Linked DNA regions of Podarcis muralis: region 1 is linked to region 2. A link is a contact called in public Hi-C data. All regions are on one chromosome and are shown on one strand. The core of a region is the stretch at or near the end of the contact, and the rest is flanking DNA. Distances in the headings are between cores, read along the strand shown.

The links. A called contact is a pair of places that touch in the nucleus more often than the background predicts.
Region 1: a contact with region 2 is called in a Hi-C map of blood, with 8 times the contacts expected there. The contact joins the promoter of METTL16 here to the promoter of NKIRAS2 in region 2. A contact is called at or near these places in 2 of 3 Hi-C or Micro-C datasets (blood and tail).

What each region holds. Positions count from the first base shown.
Region 1 is chr13:39,942,775-39,946,649 of rPodMur119.hap1.1, forward strand. METTL16 (methyltransferase 16, RNA N6-adenosine) reads right to left here and starts at 2,263. Exons shown (of 9, transcript XM_028703088.2): 1 at 1,828-2,263. The coding sequence starts at 1,955.
Region 2 is chr13:39,710,415-39,714,514 of rPodMur119.hap1.1, forward strand. It overlaps NKIRAS2 (NFKB inhibitor interacting Ras like 2), which reads left to right and starts at 2,081. Exons shown (of 4, transcript XM_028703089.2): 1 at 2,081-2,197; 2 at 3,528-3,658. The coding sequence starts at 3,565. DNAJC7 (DnaJ heat shock protein family (Hsp40) member C7) reads right to left here and starts at 290. Exons shown (of 14, transcript XM_028705180.2): 1 at 27-290. The coding sequence starts at 154.

The sequences.
Region 1 (3,875 bases), core at 1,013-3,512, 230 kb after region 2:
TTGCGGAGACTTGCCTGCATGCTGAAGCCTGCGCGCGCTGAGCTCAGCACGTCCAGGCTTCGCGGACCTCTCCGCAAGCAGCGGGAGTGCTCCCGCTGCTTGCGGAGACTTGCCTGCATGCTGAAGCCTGCGCACGCTCAGCTCAGCACGTCCAGGCTTCGCGCACCTCTCAGCAAGCAGCGGGAGCGCTCCCACCACTTGCAGAGAGCTGCCTGTTTGGGGGCTGGGGTCGGCGGAAGCTCGAGCTTCCCCCAGCCCCGCGCCTGGGGGGGAAATAATTTTTTTCCCTTTATTTCCCCCCCAAAAAACTGGGTGCGCCCTATGGTCCGGTGCGCCCTATGGTGCGAAAAATACGGTAATCCGTTTTGGGGTGCCGTTTGCACCCCAAAAGTCCGCAACTAGAGTGCCTCTTCCGCGCATGTGCGTGACGATCAAGCGCTTCTGCACGTGCGCAAAGCGTGCAGATCGCTTCTGTGCATGCAGCAAACCAGGAAGTAAACACTTCTGGGTTTGCCATGTTCGTAAGCTGAAAGTCCGTAAGAAGAGCAGAGCACAACACGAGGTATGACTGTAGTAGCATTTGTGGGCTTATTTCCAAGGCTGAACCAGGCCCGTGCCTGCAAATGAACACGACGCATATCATAAACTCCAGTTTATGCTGGTAGAGCATAAGACACTTAATCTGAGTAACGTGGCACTGGACGCCACATAGGGTAAAAAGATTCCTGCATTGCAGCAGGTTGGACTAAATGCCCCCGGGGGGGGGCAGGCTCCCTTCCAACTCTACAGTTCTGTGATTCCTCCTCTAACCCCCAAGTGGCTCAAGTTTTTGGATGCAGGGCAAAAAACCCCACAAAAAAACCTTGCCTTTTTGCTATCGGCATGAAGTGCGATTCTTATTGGCAGCCTAATATAATTATAATTATGTTACATTATATTAGGCTACTGAGAAGAATAAAATTATTATTTATAATATTACTTCTATAGATACTATTTATAGTGTTATTTTCTATATTATAATATTACTATATTATAAAAACAATACTATTATTTTTGTATGGAATAATATGCAGTTGTAAATATTGACAATAGGACCCATGGGGGGGGGAAGTCTCAAGATTCAGAGTAATCTCTATATATGGATATGCATTTGGAATGTTATAAATTCATATCTGTAAAATCAAATAAAAATGATTTCACTCCCCCCCTCCAGTTTTTAAATGCTTTATCGGTTGAAAACTTTGTAACAGAAGTATGCAATAGATGTTATAGGCAAAATATGAAATAAACAATTATTCATTCTTTAACTAGTACTTGCTTTGTACATCCATCTGTGATTAAATTTGAAAAGACCTCCGATCTTCCCCTTGAGTTCCTGAATTAATTTCCTTAAATATGCGCTTAAACTTTACTTTCTCCATGTTATTTGACTTACTATAAATTTTATTTTATAAAATTATCCTACCTACACACCGAAGCTCAGTCAAGACCTGCCAACGGATTGATCTTTTTGACAATGTTCTTTTACATATACTCTGCATATATCCCACTCTCTGATAAATTTTCCATCTGTAACGTCCCTTAACCTTGCTGATAATCTCGCCAGTTCAGCGCACTCTCTCATTTTGTTTTGCCATTCTAATTTAGATGGAAATATCCTCTCCCTTCCAGCCTTTTGCGATTAGAATTCTGGCAGCAACTGTAACATACATAAAGACTCTCCTGAAACTTTTTAAAAAATTGATTTCAAATAAATAAATAAATAAATAATATTACTATATTATACTCTATTATACAGAATACATGCATATGCTACTGAGAACTTACCTCACCCTCCCGGACAAATTTATCTGCACGTGTTGTTTAAATTCCGGGTACTTGGATGCCAGGTAAGCGAAATCCGGCGGCTTGTCCTTGTATCTGTTCCTCGCGTGCATTGATTTGTTGAGGGCCATCCCGGGAGCGCGGGCCGGACGGGGGTCGCTCTGGGAAACGAAACACCTGTTGGCAGGTAAAGGCGCCCGCGCAGCACGCGCGCGTCTCGTGCGCGAAAAGGCCTGCGCTGCGCGGTATCTCTCGCCCCTCAGGATGCCGGGCCCCCTCAGCAAGCAGTCCTCGCAGAAGATGCGCCGAGTCGTCGTCGTCGTCGTCCCCGGAGGCGAAGAAGTTGCGGAGGAGCAGAGAATGGGAGAAAAGCCCGAGAGTTGTAGGCGGCCCTGCGCTTCCGGTACAGCCGTCACCTCACACACAGACACAGACAGGAAGTCAGGCGACGAGGGGTTGCTGTGCCCGGCTATCCCGCTGGGCAACTCTATGGTTAAAAAGTCCTCCCGTCCCCTCACAAAGAGCGGCAGCTGCGCCTGCGCGCGTTCACATATGACCATAGAGTTCCGAGGGACTCCAGGGTCACCCAGTAGCCCAGCTCCCTCAATGCAGGGATCTCTTAGTAACTTAGTTCACCCAGGGCCGGATTTAGGTTTGATGTGGCCCTAAGCTACTGAAGGTAATGGGGCCCTTTATATGTCCAGCTGTCCTTTGTCAACAACAAATTGTCGCTGTTTTTTTTGGTGTTGAATAGATGCTATATGGACCTAATAGGTATCTAAAGCCATTTGCACATAACAAATAGGAGCCTACACAACACAAAACACTGTTGCTGTGTGTAGGTTTTACTTAATTGTTTTTTATCTTATATTTTGGAAATGTAAAGGTAAAGGGACCCCTGACCATTCGGTCCAGTCGTGGCTGAGTCTGGGGTTGCGGCACTCATCTCGCTTTACTGGCCAAGGGAGCCGGCGTACAGCTTCCGGGTCATGTGGCCAGCATGACTAAGCCGCTTCTGGCGAACCAGAGCAGCGCACGAAAATGCCGTTGTTTTTTTAACCTTCCCGCTGGAGGGGTACCTATTTATCTACTTGCACTTTGACGTGCTTTCAAACTGCTAGGTTGGCAGGAGCAGGGACCAAGCTCACCCCGTCACTGGGATTCGAACCACTGACCTTCTGATCGGCAAGTCCTAGGCTCTGTGGTTTAACCCACAGCGCCACCCACATTTGGAAATGTACATCCATTCCCCCCCCTTTAATTTTTTTTGGGGGCCCCACCTAAGCTATAGCTTGTTTAGCTTATACATAAATCTCTGTCAGGGATGAACTGTTCATTCACCCAAGCTCCGCTTAAGATTATTGTACTAAATGTTTCCTGGACTTTTTGGATAGCCACACAAATAGGAAGGGACGCTTCTGCTTTTTGCTGTCGCGTTTAGCAAACAGTATCAAAGAAAACACCAGTTATGAACATGATTGTAGCTTACACTGAGTGAGGCTAGTATATAGCCCGACACTACTTTCTTTGACTAGCGGCAGCGGAACCCGGCAGAATTTGGATGAGGGAATACAGATCTAGGCAGCTAATTTTTTTTTTTAAAAAAAAGTTTTCAAGGCTGCCTTGGGATACTTCCAGCTCTTAGCATACAATGCACACATTCTGGAGAAATCTTAACATCTTCCAAGACTAGAAACATTCCCTGTTAATAAAAACATCATTAGAATAGATGGTATTTGCAGAGGTGGACTTTGGTAATATTGGGCCTGGAGTGAGGACAAAATTTGGTGCCGTCCCGAAATATTATTTTCACAATAATTCATTTTGGTACAGTTGCTTTTTTATGGATCTCAGCAGGTATTCATATAAATATAGGTATTACTGTTACTATTATTTTGTGCCCCCTTGGATCGGAGCAGTGTGCAGGGGAACAACCAGCTACACTGCCCTAAATCTGGAGATGGTATTTGCAAAACCATTATGTCCAACAGTTACCCTTGTCCACTCCTTGGTGCTTCTACTGGAAGGACAAGCATGGGGGGGGGGGTACT
Region 2 (4,100 bases), core at 831-3,330:
GGGGGCCCTCGGGCGGAGGCTCTTACCTGCGCGTCCCCGCGTCCTCGTCCTCGTCGCTCAACATCGCCGGCCCCTCAGGGTGAGAAGGCGCCACCAGGTTCGCCGCCGCGGGCGTCATGATCACGTCGCACTCGCCTCCTCCCGCCGCCGCCATCTTGGCTTCCTTGTTGCAGGCGATCAACGGCCGGCGAGCCGGGAAGGGAGAGAGAAAAGGGAGAGGGAGAGAGAGCGGGAGAGCGAGAGCGAAAGGAGGACGGGAACGGAAGCTCACACGTCCACTTCCGGAGAACGAGTCGTGGCGGGTAGAACGCCCACTTCCGGCTTGGCTGAACAAGGAGAGGAAGGATTGGAGTCCGCCAAGAGCGAACCCCGGCTCCTCTTTTTTTCCCCTGTGTGGCGGGAGGAGCCCCCTCAACCCGTGAGAGTAATAAGCATAAAAGGGACTCAAAAGATGGATAATTATTATTTGCCCGTGCTCACCAATCCAAATCTGATCTGTATCCGGAAATTTTTAATGTTTGACGTTTTATTATGTTTTTATGCGTGTTGGGAGACGCCCAGAGTGGCTGGGGCAACCCAACCAGATGGGTTGCGTATTATTATTATTATTATTATTATTATTATTATTATTATTATTATTTTATTAACAAGTTGTTATACATCATAATATGATGCTCTGACATTCGTTCTCTCTCATGTCAGTCCACAAGTAAAAAATGATAATTGTTGCAACTGTTTTACTTTATTGCTATATGTTCACATACAACCAAGTTTGTAAGTCTTTGTAATTTTTTTTTTTTTTTTACAAAATCAATAAAAGGACAATTTAAACAAGAAAAAACCAAAACCTGAGGCTGGCTTGTACTTACTGGGGCTTGTTGCTGGGATTGGGTTCCCTCAGTCCTTAATTATGCCTGTTTAAGAAGGAGTTTCGTTGAACTCAGCTGGATTCATCACTTTAAAGGGGGGAAAACCCTATGTAAAAGAACATAACTAACATTTTATATAAATATATTTGATCACCCTGAGAAACACACCAGAAACATACCATATGGGCAGTGATAACTTTCCTATAGCCCTCATTTCCAACATCTGGTCCACTCAAAGCTTGAATTCCAACTCCCATCAGGCCCAACCAGCATGGTCAATGGTCAGGGATTATGGGAGCTGTAGTCCAAAAAAGTGGCTGGCTGCTGCAGGTTCTTCATCCCTGCTATATAGCTTTAGAACACTAGATTTTCATTTAGCTAGCATAACTAATGGTGGCTTTTTATGGCTAATGGTTGTTAACAAACCTATCCTCGACTAATGTATTTTTAATCATCTTAGGGTTCACCCACACTTCATCTTGTGCTGTGCCTAGAAAGCATGGGTCCAAGAGGTTTTTAGGTTACCCCACCATTCTTGTTTGTTCTGATTCAGTGGTAAATCCGATCCAACTCCCATCAGTGGCTCCGATCTGGTGGAACGCTCTGTCACATGAGACTAGGGCCCTGCGGGACTTGACATCTTTCCGCAGGGCCTGCAAGACAGAGCTGTTCCATCAGGCCTTTGGCCAAGGCACAGTCCTTTGGTAATCCTCACAGAACTCTAGCCCAATGGTTGCCATTAATTTGATTCTGAATTGATTTTAAAATGAATTGATTTTAAAATGCTGTGTTACTTTTATTGTTGTTAGCCGCTCTGAGCCTGGCTTCGGCTGGGGAGGGCGGGATATAAATAATTTATTATTATTATTATTATTATTATTATTATTATTATTATTATTATTATTATCAGCAGGTTTTCCCAGGGGAAAGCAGCCAGTGGCTATCCACCTTGTGGCAGATAATTCATAAGTTAATTGTGAAAAAAGTGTGACCACAGCGCATAACCATTCTCTGTGTTGTGGTATTCCACCATTTCCCCCGTCCCACAGAAACACACACTGCGCACTGTGCAACTCTTCCGCACTGTGCAATGTGTGCTGCTGTCTTAAGTGTTCTGCAGCTGAAGCTCTCCAGGTGACTCCTTGGCAGTTGCAGAGCATAGTATAGCAAAGCAACATTTCACATGCAACCCTAGATGGAGCTGTGGGCTGCATCCTTCTGGTTCTGCCACTTCTCCTAGCTCCGCTGACTTGTTGGCCCTCAGTTCCTCTCCAGGCTGAAGCTGAAGGCAGAAAGTAACGAAACAAAGGGGCAGGCGCTTTGGGAAGGTAAGTCCATATAGCCCCATGCAGGTGTGTGTGCTGATCAGCCGATCAGGATCAGCCGAACTTTCTCAGATGAAGCTCTCAAAACAGGATGCACCACTGAGAAAAGCAAGATCAGTGTGGAATTGCATGCTCACGTCATACCAAGGGTTTATGCCACTCGTTTATGTGACAGCAGACCTGTGCACAGGCCCAACAGGGAACAGCCACCAGTCCAGGCTTTCTGGTTAGCATACCTGTATGACACACAAGGAAAAGAGTCTGGCAGTGCCTTGAAGAGGAATGCGTTCGTTGTTGGCCTAACCTTTTGTGAATTAGAGCCTACTTCGATGCAAGGTGGATCCTCAGCCGGGCACGGAGTAAAAAGAATCAGGAATAGTGGGGCAAAAGTCTAGTGAACTTTGACACTTCTATGTGATGTAGAAAATGTATGCAAGATGAAAATAGCGACCTTTTGGCAACAACAATGAAAACTTTTCTTTCCTGTGCAATGGGCAAGAAACGCATGACTTGGACTCCTTAGCAGGCTTTGAATAAACATCCACAAATTTATTAGTCGAATATATGATAGACAAGGCAAGGATATGTACAATTTTATAATATGGAGAGAATAATATGTGCAAAGAAACCAGAGAGGGGAGCTGAGGGAAGCCCTGGGTGGGAGGGAGAGGGAGGGATGGGAAGGGAAAAAATAATGTAATTGAATGCCTGGATTGATAAATTGTTATGTTGAAACTGTTTAATAATTTTAAAAAATAAAGAAATGCATGGACGTGATTAAATCAGATTGCAGGATAACATTTGATACATTCCAGCATTGAAACGATACGTTCCTCAAATAATAAAATGTGTGAATCGGATTCGCAAAGCTGGAGATAAGTTTCTAGAGCTCCTGACGGGGTCAGTTGAAAGCAAGACTGCTGGACCTTGCAGTGTGTCTTTCCCCAGACGACTGATCCTTTTAGGGCCGCTTGCATTCCTGCTCACGCCCTTTCCCCCAATTTGCTGGTACAAACCTGGGCTCCAGGCAGCCTGGCTGTTCTGCTGGAAGTCCCTCCCTGAAACTCCAAAAAACAGCCTCAGGCACATAGCTCAGCGACAGAGTGTTTGCTCTGCTTGCAGTAGGTCCCAGGTTCAGACCCCGGCAACTCTTGGTATGGCTGGGGACAGACTCCTGCCTTAAACCTTGGAAAGCCTCTGCCAGTCCGCATAGACGATACGGAGCTAGACAGACCGATGTCCTTTGGTCCTTCCTTTGCTCCTGCGCCCACACAGAGATGTGTGGGTGTTTGTATGCGTACGTATGTTTTCACCGCATGCCTTCCATTTGCAGCTTCTTGCATTCTTCCTCTTCCCCCACCGACCAGAAGATGGGGAAGAGCTGCAAAGTGGTAGTATGTGGGCAAGCGTCTGTTGGGAAGACCTCTATCCTGGAGCAGCTCCTCTATGGGAATCATGTGGTTGGTGAGTGTTGGCTTTCAGCTGGGCACAGCTCACTAGCCTTGCTTGTTCAGGCCTAAACCGGTTTTTAAGGCTAATTCAGACCCCCTCCAAGTGTCCCTATTATCTGGGGACAGTCCTGGATTTACAGAAGCCGTCCTGGTTTCTGAATTGATCCCGGAATGTCCTGCATTTCCTTAGGACGTCCCTATTTTATCAGAGAAATATTGGGGGGTATGGTAGGACGCCCCTGTTTTCAATGGAGAAATGTTGGAGGGTATGGAGTGATGCGACCCGACCCCCCCGAGCCAAGGAGATAAGGAACTATACAGCCTTTAGAAGACATCTGAAGGCAGCCCTGTATAGGGAAGTTTTTGTTTAAAGTTTAATTATGTTTTTTATATATGTTGGACACCACCCAGAGATGGGTGGGGTAATAATAGTAATAATAATAATAATAATACGT